2 separate regions of the Mus musculus genome follow, and region 1 is linked to region 2. A link is a contact called in public Hi-C data. All regions are on one chromosome and are shown on one strand. Each heading gives the region's core, a stretch centred on a gene start, on an enhancer-like site or on the middle of the called end of the contact. The rest is flanking DNA. Distances are from core to core; before and after follow the strand shown.

The links. Hi-C and Micro-C count contacts between places; a contact is called where the count stands out from the background.
Region 1: a contact with region 2 is called in a Hi-C map of pre-B cells, with 4 times the contacts expected there. The contact joins the promoter of Nemp2 here to the enhancer-like site in region 2. A contact is called at or near these places in 6 of 39 promoter capture datasets (the C10 cell line, the HPC-7 cell line, cranial neural crest and 3 more), 1 of 15 datasets of contacts at CTCF or cohesin (pro-B cells), 7 of 484 Hi-C or Micro-C datasets (the HL-1 cell line, the N1E-115 cell line, bone marrow-derived macrophages and 4 more), 13 of 115 datasets of contacts at active chromatin or transcription factors (bone marrow-derived macrophages, cardiomyocytes, embryonic forebrain and 5 more) and 2 of 9 other capture datasets (liver and pancreatic islet).

Annotation. Positions count from the first base shown.
Region 1 is chr1:52,629,162-52,632,837 of GRCm38.p6, forward strand. It overlaps Nemp2 (nuclear envelope integral membrane protein 2), which reads left to right and starts at 1,544. Exons shown (of 9, transcript NM_001142647.1): 1 at 1,544-1,690. The coding sequence starts at 1,597.
Region 2 is chr1:52,429,351-52,432,902 of GRCm38.p6, forward strand. No RefSeq gene overlaps it. Among named protein-coding and RNA genes, the nearest start is that of Gm23460, 13 kb to the right of the region's middle. Within about 2 kb of position 1,486, at least 44 of the 459 cell types and tissues checked have an H3K27ac peak or open chromatin away from gene starts, as enhancers often do. A contact at or near this core is called in the N1E-115 cell line, hematopoietic stem and progenitor cells, pre-B cells and 1 more, where this site is marked.

The DNA of each region.
Region 1 (3,676 bases), core at 294-2,793, 200 kb after region 2:
TTCCTTAGCATTATCCCAAATTAACCAAACCAGTTTGAACAGAATTGGAGCAAAAAGTTGCTTTGCAAGAGGCATACCAAGGGGATCCAGGGAAAAAAAATGATAAAGGACAGATTCCAATAATGAAGGTTTATTTTTAAAAATCAGCCCCTAATAATTTCCTTAAAAAAAAAAACTCTGAGCTTTTACAGCCACATACTAGGTATACACATATACGGGGCATTTGGTGAAAGCCTCCTTTAGATAACTCAGAGACATTCTTTCCTATTTAGACCATTAAAAAAAATTGAAGCTGAGTTATTAAAAAAAAAAGATTTCTATTATATCGAGCTTAGTGCTGTTAGTGGAAGACTGGAATTAGAGAAAAGAACACAACTTCTTACTCTAGCTTTGTGTGTGTGGTGGGGCAGGGATGGGGATCAGAGGAAGGTTAAATTAGGTCTCATGTAGCCAGACTAGCCTTGGATCCCCTATGCCACTTAGGCTCACCTTACCCATCATTAACTCTGTTTCTCAAATGGTGGGATTACAGTCCACTACCACCACACTCTTCTGCCCTACTTCAAGTATGAAATAGTAAGTCACACTGAAAGGTTTCCAGAGACCAAAGAAGGCTTGCTCTTAACACAGAATTATCCTGATCATCAATAAACCATAGGGCTCAGAAACTGTGAGTCTCTTTCTAGGACAGACTATTCTCTTGTGGTTGGTGGTGGCTTTCTCTGCTCCCCAGAGTGGTTTACTGTGCAGCATTCCAGTTTCTTGGAGTCTTCTGTCTCAATAGGCTGACTTTAGAGAGCTATCATCTCTGCCAGGTTGGTTATGTTTAGAACACTCACTATATCTTTGAATTTTTAAAAATACAATCTCATTTTTAAAAGAAGGCTTATTTTTTAATTTAAGTGTATGGGTGTTTAGCTTGTGTGTATGTCTGTGTACCATATGTCTGCAGAATTCAGAAGAGGGCAGTTGATTCCATGAAACTGTAGTTACATATGTTTGGGGCTGCTGCCATGTGCACGCTGGGAAACATGGGTTCTCTGGAAGAGCGATAAGTGTTCCTAAGCACTGGACCATCTCTCCAGCCTCCAGATCTCTATTAAAGTAACACTTTATTAATAGTGAACTTATATAACCCTTTTGGGTTTTTTTTTTTTTTTTGAAAGATACTGTGTTCATGAGCTTAGACACAAATTATTTAAGCACCAAATTTCTCAACTTGTTGCTTAAAAAAAAAAAAAGGAAGAGGTGAAAGGAGGGACAAACAAACAAACAAGTCAGGCTTTTGTCTAAGTGGGGCTTGCTGGTCTTATTTCTGAGAGGGTGCATGTGAAGAGCCTGCCTTTCTGAGTGGCCCGCACCAGTGCTCTGAGAACCCTGCGCGGGGCTCCGGCGTGTTTTAAACTGCCCGCCAACTCTGCAAGCTGGCCCAGGAGCAAGAATCGGGAAGGCAGGTGATCGCCCCCTGGAGGCCACTGGGAGAGCCGCTCGGCGGACCGCGGAAGGGCGGGGCCGCAGCCGGCTCCGCCCCTGCAATCCCCTCCCTCCGCTTTCCCGCTCTTGGTCCGCTGCGCCACTTCCGCCGCTCTGGCCGCGATGCTGCCTAGGTTGTGGTGGCTGGTGCTCTGGCTGCAGCCCCTGGCTACACTGCCAGCGAGCGCGGTGCACGACGAGGAGGCAGCGATGTCAGGTAACCCCGGCTCCGGGCGGGGGGGCCTCCTTTCGGCGCCGCAGGGTCACGCGCGGCCGCGGCCAGGCCCCGCCCCTGTCTGCGGGCATCGGATACTTCAGTGTTTTGGTTTGTTCAGGATCACACCGCTGGACAACCGCACAGCTGGCCCTTTGTCTGCAGTTTATGTCTGAAACCTTATTTTATCTGTCTTCAGAAATCTCAGGAAACTCAAGGCTAGAGAAGGATAGAAGCTTCAGAAAGGAACCGAAATTCTGTTTCTGATTGGCTGCTGTGACCTGGGTAGCTGGTCATATGCAAAATACTGCTGATGCTCCAGCATTGAACCAGGTGCACAGGAAGTCTCAGTGAGCTACTCAGACTGTTTGGGGTGCTTAAGATTCTGGCTCAGAAAGCTGTAGCAGCAAAACGCAGTCTCCACGAGTTTAACATTTATTTCTACCATTCACTACATCCTTCAAAAGATTGCTTGTTTGTATTCTTCATTACATGGTCACTTACAGACTCAAGGGAGGCTGTCAAGATACAGACTTTCAATTGGATAATATTCCGACACCGACAAAGTTAGTAGGGTGTCTAAGACTGAAAGAGAGAATGGATGTTCAGTAAGCAGTTATTAGCTTCTGTCACACCTTGTGCCCATACTGGTATCTTGCAGTGAGTTACACCTTAGGGGACGGTCTGTGGTCAGCTTTTCATTGAACAGGAATGTGTTAATTAACTATTTTGTGCTATGCAGGGCTGATTTGCTCTAACTGCATTGTCTTATACTGATTATTCATATATGCCCATTTTACATGCTAGAGAACAAAGAATTGGTAGTAAATATAATAGGTACTTGTGAAAATATAAAACAGTTTGAGGAGGAGGGCTCCTGGGCGTGGCAGCAGAGGGGTAGAAGTAGTTATATAGATTCAGAATCTTGGGCTCTAGTGCAGTTGTTGATTTAACCTGTAGGTGTCGTATTCTCCAGGGCACACAGGTATTATTTCTGCTCCTTTTATTTGCTTCAAGGAACTCAGTTTTTCAAGTTTTGCTGCTGTATGGGTCACCATATAGCCCTAGCAGATCTGGAGATTTTTACATAGACCAGGCTGGCCTTGGCTGTACAACATTCCTGCCTCTACCTCCCAGGTGAAGGGTTTTCAGAGCTGTACTGTTGCGCCTAGCTTAATAGTCCTCAGTTGTGTTAAAGACGCATGTAAATGTTCACCAGGACTTTCTTTCTGAGAAGTGTAAGATACCCAGGAGATGATAAAATTCCAGTTCACAGCTGAAAAGAAAATGGCAACTTCTGTCTTGCCATTCCAGATATTCCTTACGTTCACATAGGAGGGGATCACTGTCCTGCAGTGTTGAGTGACACCTTGGGAACCCTTGGTTGGCTAGGTCTAAGAACTGCTGCTACTGTAAAAGCTATGGTCTTATGAGGGGCCTGTGATGAGACAGCTAGACAATAATCTCTCTCACCCACAGGGAATGTATTTTTTAAAAAAGCACTGCAGTACCGAACCTTACATGCCCCCCCCCACCCAGTGTGTGTGTGTGTGTGTGTGTGTGTGTACATTACATATCACAGCAAGAGATTTATAATTATAAATCAGAGCAAGAGATAGTTATTACAATTCATTACAATAAAATATTGTGGAAAAATTATTTGAACTTACATATTTCTACTTTGAAAGATTTTTTTCATTTAATATTTTCAGACCTTGGTTGAACACAAAAACTTGAAGCCTCAGCAAGTGAAATTGAGTGTAATGGAAGACTGGGGGGGTGGGGGTGGGTTGCCTCTGATGACGTCTAAGACCCTTTCCAACTCTGAGAATCTGCTTTGGGTACTTACACGCTGCCATGGCACGAAGAACATCCATTCCAAGGCCAGCCCTCTGATACCCTATTTGTAGAAAAGGCAGACGCTTGTCATAGAAGAGAAACGGCAAGTCAAGCATGACTCTTAATTTGAAACCAGTAGGTCAGATCCAC
Region 2 (3,552 bases), core at 236-2,735:
TGAGGTGTATGTAAATCCCAAAATTTCATCCTAAGGTCAGCAGGAGTAAGATAGCTTCCCCCCTGCCCTGGGCCTGCATCCTCCATTACAAGCAACACAGTTGCTTGTAATCTTTGCCTCATCAGAGGCGGTCACCTAGCCAATAGCCAGGTTAAACTTCCTTTCTCCTTATAAGGTCATGTCTAGCAGCACCTGGAATCCCTCCCTATGCAAATGAGGCATGCCCAGCACCCTGGCCAGAGCCAATGATATACACTCTCTCCTATAGCCCCTACTCACCCTCTAAAAGATTTAAATGGCCTTTGCTCTCTCAATGAACCAAACTCATTCTCTGAAGCTGTTCCCAGGTATGCGTTCTTTGCTCAAGCACTCGCAGCCAACCACGATCCTGACTGCACTCTTCCACACTGGGCTAAGCTCCTTACCCTCTAGTCCAGTCTTGTGTGCAATGGTCCCCGGCTACCCCAAGGGAGAATCGGACCAGACGACAATTGTTTGCTCTAAAATTGGATATGTGTCTGATTTTACTAGGAGATGAGCGCTTTATGGCCTTCCATTCTGACTTTTGAAGACCCTGGTTCTTAAGGTTTCTTTTCTCCAAGTTAAATGTCCTCATCTTCACTTGATTCTCTTGTTCATCCAGACTGTAAGCGGCATTTTACAAACATACAAACCCTGGGAAAACTCCTGCCTGCCCATGGTGCTTTCTGTTCTTTTCATATTTCGTTTGCCCTTCCCTGTATCCCACCCCCACCTCCTTCCTCCTGTCCACTTTCTCTCCATTCAGTTTCAGACTTGGTAGAGGAAACATCAGAGGAAGTTTTCCCTCTAAGCTTAAAGCTTTTTTATTTAGTCCAAGATGGAGATCAGTGGACAACCAGTATAAGATGCTGTTGGAGAATTCCCCAAATTCTCTCACTGCGACTCATCTCTTATCTGTCTTTTGCAGAAGGTTTGCTGACTGGAGACACTGCCTGAAAGTGAAGTTCAGCTTTTTGGTCACTTCCCACAGCCACTGTGATGAGTGTCTGCTCTGCAAACTCCCTTCCTTCACCACCCACCACTGTGGTCCCAGCCTCTGCTGCTTCAACTTCAGGGGGGTTTAAAAAAAAACCCTATCAACTAAAGGGGTATAACAAACCTTTATCAGTCTTTTTAATTCTTTTTCCATTCTAGCCACATACATACATGGCTTAGTGATTAAGAACACTCGATGCTTTTGTAGCGCATTGGAGTTCACTTCCCAACACCCACACAATAGCTCATAGCCATCTGTAAGTCCAGTTATAGGGATCTGACTTCTTCTGGCCTTTGAGGACATCATGTGTGCACCTGGTACACATACATACATGCATATGGGCAAATGAAATACACATAAAATAAAATCATGTGTGTGTGTGTGTGTGTGAGAGAGAGGGAGAGAGAGAGAGAGAGACTCATGATGAGGAGAGTAAAAATCACGTGAGCTTGCAGGTGGTCGCTTTGAAACTGAAAAAATCATGGTTGGTTTCTCTACTTCCTGTTTTAAGAACATTCAGTGTGGCTGTTGTATTATAATGAAAAAGATCATATTTGAAATGCTAACATAATTAAATTAATAGAATTTTTAAAAAGGTTTAGATTATTCAATTATATACATGTTCTATTTGTGTTATGTAGAATTCTTTCTGCCTCACATTGAGATAAGCATTCCAAACTATAATTGATATAGGTCTATCAGATTTGCTTGCCAAGCTTCATCTTGAGTTCTTTTTTGCTGAGGACTCCAGCAAAACGTAAAAATAGGCAAGCAGGACCCCTCACTAACTGTCCCTTAGAGAAAGCTTGACTGGTCAGAAGAATTGAGCTGTCCCTGGTGGCAGCAGTGCACATGGTCCAACCTGAGGGCATGAGTGTTGGAAAGCTGGCCCCACCCTCATCTCCTGTGGAGTGGTGTAAGTAAGCGAGAGATGCTCTCTTTCCCTCACCTCACCCCTCAGGGCCTGTGGCAGGCAGGTGAGTTGGTCCTGCCTTTTCCTGGCTGCAACACTCAGGAGAATGAGCCCTGCACTTCACTTGGGCAGCACACTAGGGCTAGTCCTAGTGGAGAAGATATGGGTGAGCGGGCCCAAAGGTATGAAAGCAGGAGAGCTGACCCTTCTTGTAGGCTGTGGCTCTGGGTGAGCTAGCCAGAGCAATGCTGTAGCACTCACCTGTTGCAGAAAATATTAAAAATGAAATGGCTCGTTCCAGCGCTTGTGCCGGTAACTCTCTGCTTCGGCAGCCTGCTGGCCATGCACTGGCCGGCAATGCCCCCCACCCCTCCCCAGCCTTTGTGGTGCACACCTGGTAAACCCACACTCTGCCACCATACCTTTCTCTCTTGAACTCAGTCGAACAGCCACGTGAAGGAAAATGCCACACAGACTTAGCTCAGAAACCATGGTAAATCGTTTTGCTGGGTACAAAACTCAAATCCTAATCAATAAGTAAGCCTTATTAAATCAAAATCCTCCAGTGGCGAATCCTGACGGATCGACCACTGAAACTGGGAGACACTCATAATTACATCTTGTCCTCACGCTATCCCTGTCAAAAAGGACCTCTCTCCTTCCTCTCTTCCTCCGTCCAACCCGGAGGTCCCTCCTATTCACCCAGTGATTGGCTCCTTCACTCGTTAGGGGATTGGTTCACAAGAAGTCTTCTGAATACATGTGACTCACTCCTTATCCGAAGCCCCTCCCAGGAGAGTGGAATTAGCATACAAACTGCACCAGGCTCATCCACAACACTCACCCTGACTTTGCAGGCACAGGAGAGCTGGCAGGCTGACCAACTCAGCTACCTCTCAGGCCCAGGTAGGGCCCAGATTCAGGGCATTGAGTTGACCCACACCAACATCTGATCTGTCTATGAACTGCTGGAGCACGTGAAGGGCCTGATCCTACAGATCCAAAGCTGCAGGATCACCATTACACAGAACAACAACAGGGTATTGAGTGAGCATCCAGTATTGATAGTGTAGTAGAAACCAGAGACCTTGAACCAGACCAATGGCTCACTGCAATGAACATTTGCACGTAAAGAAGTCTGGACAAAGGGTATACTGTGGGACAAACTGTGACACACTACAGCTTCCGTGACAAGATTTTTTTTCTATCTTATTTTATTTTCTGTTGGTGGCAGGCATTCAGGTGGAGGTGTAAGCTGAAAGGGCAGAGGGTGGATACAAAGGCATGGGAAGATGAGTGCGTTGGAGTGTGTGGTGTGAAATCCACAAAGAATCAATACAAGTTTTTTTCTTTTTTCTAAAATAGGCAAGCAGGCCTTTTCTTTTCTTTTTTTTAAATATTTTTTATTACATATTTTCCTCAATTACATTTCCAATGCTATCACAAAAGTCCCCCATACCCTCCCCCCCACTTCCCTACCCACCCATTCCCATTTTTTTGGCCCTGGCGTTCCCCTGTACTGGGGCATATACAGTTTGCGTGTCCAATGGGCCTCTCTTTCCAGTGATGGCCGACTAGGCCATCTTTTGATACATATGCAGCTAGAGTCAAGAGCTCCGGG